2 separate regions of the Hordeum vulgare genome follow, and region 1 is linked to region 2. A link is a contact called in public Hi-C data. All regions are on one chromosome and are shown on one strand. The core of a region is the stretch at or near the end of the contact, and the rest is flanking DNA. Distances in the headings are between cores, read along the strand shown.

The links. Hi-C and Micro-C count contacts between places; a contact is called where the count stands out from the background.
Region 1: a contact with region 2 is called in a Hi-C map of leaf, with 2.9 times the contacts expected there. The contact joins two enhancer-like sites. A contact is called at or near these places in 4 of 6 Hi-C or Micro-C datasets (leaf and seedling).

The regions. Positions count from the first base shown.
Region 1 is chr2H:568,814,925-568,818,329 of MorexV3_pseudomolecules_assembly, forward strand. No RefSeq gene overlaps it. Among protein-coding and RNA genes, the nearest start is that of LOC123430577, 49 kb to the right of the region's middle. Within about 2 kb of position 1,642, at least 2 of the 3 cell types and tissues checked have open chromatin away from gene starts, as enhancers often do. A contact at or near this core is called in leaf, where this site is marked.
Region 2 is chr2H:568,538,957-568,542,483 of MorexV3_pseudomolecules_assembly, forward strand. No RefSeq gene overlaps it. Among protein-coding and RNA genes, the nearest start is that of LOC123427341, 56 kb to the right of the region's middle. Within about 2 kb of position 1,780, at least 2 of the 3 cell types and tissues checked have open chromatin away from gene starts, as enhancers often do. A contact at or near this core is called in leaf, where this site is marked.

The DNA.
Region 1 (3,405 bases), core at 392-2,891, 280 kb after region 2:
AAAATATAACATATGTACACATGTTAGGCTTTAATTGGGCTTGTAACTAGCATATGGTTAGGTGTTTCAGTCGAGCATTAATAACGCAAGTCTATTACAATAGAACATCGCACGATAGTAATTTAGACTAGACACACAAGCTAACAGCTTGACCGAGACCACGAGAGAGACGTTTTGGATGACCATGATAGGGGTGGCCGAACCAATTATGGTGTTCGTCACAAGCTTATTGTTGGCTGTATCATGCGAGTGCGGTGTAGAATATTAAATACATATATTCTAAATTATTATTATTATTTTTAATTGATCATCCCACACTAAAAAATGTAAATATAGTGTAAACATGTCCGCTCAACATTCAAAAAACTTTTTCACCATTCAACTTTTTTTATAAAATGTTCACATGTTTAAAAAACATATGCCACATTAAAACAAGTAATATAAAAAGTAAATAAATATTTTTATAATTTTAAAATATATTTCGTACCATTCAAAACCATAGACGTTACATTCTGAACAATGTTCATCTGGTTCAAAAATATTGTTTGTGTCATTTAAGAAAATGTTTATCCAATGTATCAAAAAATTCACAGTTAAAAAAATAATGTCTCGTATCATACAAAACATGTTTTAACATGTATTCACAAAAATGAAAAAGTATTAAAAAAGTTTATCATGTACGTAAAAATGTAAAGTATATATAATAAAATATTTTAGATGAATAAAAAAATACAAGAGGTATACAAAAGTGAGGTATAAAACTATATATTTGATTCTTTAACGTTTATAGAAAATCATACTGATGTATACTAAAAATGAATAAGGTGTAAGCCAAACATAGATATATGTTGACAAAACAAAATGAAAAGCAAACTAGGACAAAATAAAACCAACAAAAACAAAAAAAAAGACTTAAGAAAAAAATGAAAATGAAAATAAACAACAACATGGTAAACTGAACAACCACAAATTAGAAGTCTGGTAACCATCCATTGTTGGCGATTCCTAATATGAATCGGTACAAGCAGCACATAGTCCTATGCAGCACTGCCGTCGCAAGTGAACGATCCGGCGCCTGCAGTTCTGCTAGAATGGACGGCCAGCTAGAGTGCTGTCCAGATTTTTTTCTATTTGTAGACCTTTTTGTTACGGAAAAACTATAAAATCAAAAAATGTGTACAGATTTAAAGAAAAAAGGTTCATCCATTTGGAAAAAAAGTTCATATCTTAAAACAAATCATCAATTTAAAAATAAGTTCACTATAAATGAAAAAAAGTTCATCCATTTTAGGAAAAATCACTAAATATTTATAAATTTCAATAAATATACAAAAGTTCATAAAAATTAAAAAAATAGTTCCTGTATCTTTTTTCTAAAAGTTCGTTGAACTGAAAAAAGTTCATAAACCTTTAAAAAGTTCATCCATTTACAAATATATTTCATCAATTTCAAAAAAAATATTGATATTCAAACAAGTTCATCAATTTTAAAAAGTATTCGTTAAAATTTTAAAAAAGTTCATCGATATTCAAAAAAGTTCAAAGATTTCTAAAACAAAAGACAAACATCTATATCGGCCGGCCCAGTTCGAACGTCATAGGCACCAGTTAACAAAAATGTACCTTAACTGGCGCCAAATAGAAAATGCCGCCACTATTTATCGGATTAAGCGATTGCTGCAGGATGCCTCACTGAAGGTTCCAACGTAACTGGGCCAGCCCAATTCGTGCGCGAGTCTATTTGAAGTAAAAAAGAGAAGCGTACAAAGGTAGAACCAGTGATCTACATGCAGTTCACACTCGCTATTAGGCACCCGTCCAACTCGCAACCTTGTTAGGTGGAAGGGGAGAGCCCAACTTGAGACCATTAGACCTAGGTTTTTGTCTTGGTTTTCTAATATATCTTTTATTTTCTACTCCGTTTTTCATTCCTTTTTGCATTTTGTTTTCTTTGTTTTACTTTTATTTTTTCTTTGTTTTACTTTTATAAAAAAAATTGGATTCTCTGTTATTTTTGTTTTTATTTCCATTTTTCTATTTTATTTTGTTCTTATACATTTTTTGAAATACTTTTTAAACATTTTTGAATACTTGTTGAACATTTTAATACACATGATCAATATTTCTTTCAAAATACTTGTTCAACAATTGTCTAAAACTTGTTCAACATTCTTTAAATACTTATTTAACATTTTGATACACATGACCAACATTGTTTTCAAATACTTATTCAATATTAATTTTAAATACTTGTTCAACATTTTTTAATATTTCCCAACATTTTTAAATACTAGTAGGACATTTGCCAAATACTTGTTCCATACTTTTATATGCATGACCAACATTTTTTCAAATATTTCTTTCGTATTTTTAGAATATTTGTTTAACATTTTTCAAATAATTGGCAACATTCTAAATTCATTGTGGAATAAATATATTTTAAATATTTCTTAAGAGTTCTTTTGTAATATATATATTTGTAAAATTTTCAGATTAGAGACAAAAGTAAAAAAAACAAAAAAAGTGAAAATAAAAGCAAACGGAGAACTGGTTGGAGTTCCCCGCACGCGTGGGCTGGCCCGACTAGCGGTTCCCTTCAGCGACTCAGTGACTCCTCTCGCGTAACACGAGAGATAGGCGTTCCCTAGTCCTGGCACAGGATGTTTTGGTTTCAGTTTTGCTTTTCCCTTTTATTAAAGACTAGCAAAAGGGCCCATGCGTTGCCACGGGAGAAAAAAAATACCACACGCTTTTAATCTTTTATAATCATTTTGATTTATTAAAATAATAAGCTAACTAACTAATGTAGTCAGTCCTATCTTATTTTGTTAAGAAATCAACCCGTCCATTGTTAATTCCACCATGATGAGAAATTGAGCGGGACAAGCAAAGCAAAACAAAGAGGCTACGTGAATTGATCAATGGACTGTTATCTTATTTCACTCATGGGATAGAGAATGTGGGATCAGATGACAAACTGAAGGTGGTGTTTGTTGGAATTATGCCTTAGAGGCAATAATAAATATAATTATTATTATAATTCCTGTATCAAGATAATCGTTTATTGTCCATGCTATAATTGTATTGAATGAAGACTCATTTACATGTGTGGATACATAGACAAAACACCGTCCCTAGCAAGCCTCTAGTTGGCTAGCCAGTTGATCAAAGATAGTCAGTGTCTTTTGATTATGAACAAGGTGTTGTTGCTTGATAACTGGATCACGTCATTAGGAGAATCACGTGATGGACTAGACCCAAACTAATAGACGTAGCATGTTGATCGTGTCATTTTGTTGCTACTGTTTTCTGCGTGTCAAGTATTTATTCCTATGACCATGAGATCATATAACTCACTGACACCGGAGGAATGCTTTGTGTGTATCAAACGTCGCAACGTAACTG
Region 2 (3,527 bases), core at 530-3,029:
TATAAGTCTAATAAATGACATAACTTTGTATTGTTATTAATAAAAACCTAAGTCATTTTTTGGAAAGGATGGAATACAATTTTATACTAAATTAATATAAAATCGAGACATTTATTTTGAAATGAAGGGCGTACTATTTATTGGGTATTGTGGATAGTACAATTTTCTATAGATTTATTCTACTTCCTTCGTATCTAAATAATTGTTGTTAGAAAAAAACTAGCTTCATTTTTCTAAAAACGATTATTTAGGTAAACGAGTAATATTTTGGAGAAACCTCAACTTTAAAATATTATTACTAGGCCTCGAGTAATATTTTGGAGAAACCTAAACTTTCAAATATTATCGAGTGAGGAAGAACTTGGTTTATGCACTTGTGGCAATTCGCCATCGAGCCTCCTTCATTTCAGGGGAGCTCCTATACGACGCGTTCTGCGTCCGACTGCCGTGGAAACGCACAGGGCGACTAAGACTTGGGCTGGCCCAATAGCGCCAGATCGAAAATACAGTAAAAAAATACATGCGAGCAAATGGTTCTGTAGCTAGTGCATTTTTTAAAAGACGAACCATTTCAAAATTCGATTTCATTTGAAATTGAATATTTTTCTGAAAACATGAAGAGTTTTTCAAATACGCGAACCTCTTTTCAAAAAACATTGAACAGTTTTTGATTTCTGGAACATTTTTCCGAACTTTTTATTATATTTTGAAAATAAGAAACATTGTTTCGAATGCGCGAACATTTTTCAAAAATATGAATATTTTAAAACATCTTTTCAAATTCCAGAACATTTTTTTCAAAATAAGGAATATTTCTCAAATTCCGGAACATTTTTTCACTTCCCGAACATTTTTCTGAAAATTCCAGACCTCCTTTTCAAATTCACAAACATTTTTGTCAGATTCCGGAACATTTTTTCACTTCCCGAACATTTTTCTGAAAATCCGAAATATTTTTTATAAAAATACCGGAACATTTTGCAAATTCAAAAATATTTTATAAAATTCCAGAACAATTTTCAAATTCCGGATCATTTTTTCAAATTATGTAACCTTTTCTCAAATTCCAGAATATATTTTTCGAAAATATGAAACATTTTTATAAAATTCCAGAACATTTTTACATATTCCGTCACATTTTGTTGCAATTCCGGAATGTTTTTTCAAAATTCTGGAACATTTTTCCATATTCCAAAACATTTTTCGGAAAATCCGAAACTTTTTTATAAAAATTCCAGAACATTTTGTCAAATTTCAGCACATTTTTTCAGATTCAGGAATATTTTTTCCAATTACGAAACATTGTTTCAATTTAGGAACATTTTTTCAAATTACGAAACATTTTTTGAAAACCAGGAACATTTTTGAAATAGAAATAGAAAAAAACAAATAGAAAACAAAAAATATATTTTATTTTAGTATCGAGAACATTTTTTGATAATTGAGAACATTTTCTGATAATTCAGATAATTTTTAGAAACAGAAACAAAAAAAATAGAAAAAAACAGAAAAAGAAACAAAAAAAACCGGTTCGGTGAACCTTCTAGAAGTTTCCTGAAGCCGAAAAAACCCGGTTGGAAACATCTAGAAGGTTTCCAAAACCGGGATCAAACATGTTAACGGGCCGGGCCATGTACAATCGCTTGTGTGGTTTTCCTGTGCGTTTGCCCGACAGTTCGACGCAAAAAGCGTCAAATAGGATATTCCCATTTATAGTATAAAAAAAGTTAGGATAGACTCGAGCCTCTTTGGGTTGGGCTCGAGTCTACCCTCCAAATTCGTGAAACTTTTTTTACTACTAGGCTTTATCATATCTGTTAGGCCCAACCCAAAACAAGTAGCCCAACAGCCAGCCCATCAAAGAAAAAAATCAGTGACTTAGCAACCACCACTAGACGTACAAGCAGGAGCCACCAAACCTAACCGCTGGACGCCACCTCTCGGTCGGACGTCAGGCGCCGCTTACCTATTGGGCACCGCCATCGATGGAGTCGTGCTGTCGGGGAGCTCGTCGCCCAGTGTCCTTTATAGCTCCGCGGATCCGTCGTCACCCGTCGCTTGCCATATCATTGAGTAGCAGGATTCTCTATCGTCTAACATAAGGCACTGTCTTTGACTCTTTCTAATTTGTTTGTTCACTGGTTAGGCCCTGTTTGAAACCATAATAGATTATAATAATCTGGATTACGAACATAGATTATGTAATCTGCTTTATAAAAACAATTTAGGTGGACATGTTTGGAGACCAGATTATATAAACTATAATCCAGATTTTATATTGCATAATGACCTATTTGCCCTCTGGTTTTTTAAAAAGAGGAGGATGGTGGTGGCAGAAATGTAATTATCTCCAACTTTACAAGGGCAATGGGTCATTACAATCCCTAATCTGATTTTAGCTGGGGTAGAGTAGATTATGAGTTTTTAATAATCTGTTCATCTAGTTTTTATAATCTACACCATGATTTATCCTGTTTGAAGACATAATAGATTATAAAAACTGGATTATATAATCTGAATGGTTCCAAACATGGCCTTAGTCGAGTAGCTACTTTGGTTAGTTATAGTCAGTAGCTAGTTTAGTTAGTTATAGTCATTAGCTTGTTTAGTTCTAGACTTATAGTGAGTAGCTAGTGTAATTCTAGTTATAATTAAACCATGAACTAATTTCCATCATTGTTTCATTTTTTTAAATGAAGAGAAAGAAGACTTTGCATAGTCGGTTTGGAGTAGTTCTAATACATTTGCCCAAATGGTGAATTGGTGTGCGGATTATATGATACTTTGTTGTATGGTAAATCATGCTATTAATAATGCTCTTGAGAAATTTCATGCCAATTTGAGAACATGTTTGGCACATATTGTCTCTTTAAATTGGTAGAACCATTTTCCCCTCAAAATTTAATATTTTTCAAGAAATCCAAAAATATTCTAATAAATAGCCCATGCTTCCACCAGTAATCTGAGAAACTTGAGCTTATTTGGACAAGAGGATTTGGAGATAATGGCTATTTTAGTGAAAAGATTCAAAATTTGGTTCAAATTTTGATATTTCTGTGAAAATCCAGAGAACTTATAGTAAGCAATGCATGTTTCCAGTACCAATGTGGTAAAAATTAAGCTTATAAGCGAATGGATTTGGAGATCATGGCTATTAAAGTGAATAGATTAAAAAATATCCAAAAGAAACCTAGTAAATACTTAATGTTATCAACAGTAATATGGAAAAATTACAGTTTTTAGAAGATAACTGATTTTTCCTTCAAAACAGCGTTCAACTTTCTCTGCGTAAGCATTGAGCCTACTCTCCATTTTCTTTCTAGCACTCCCTCCCTTGCTCCCTCTCTCTCATATTTCTTTCTCTACCTCTTCCGCGACCTTCTCTTCCTCTCTCTTCTCCATCGGCTTGGTTGTCTGGAGAAGATATGGAGAGGCGCCTACTCTATTCATAGCCCCGTAAGGTCCTATTCACGTTGTCTGGAGAAGATATGGAGAGGAGCCTATTCACGTTGTTTTCCTTCCAGCTT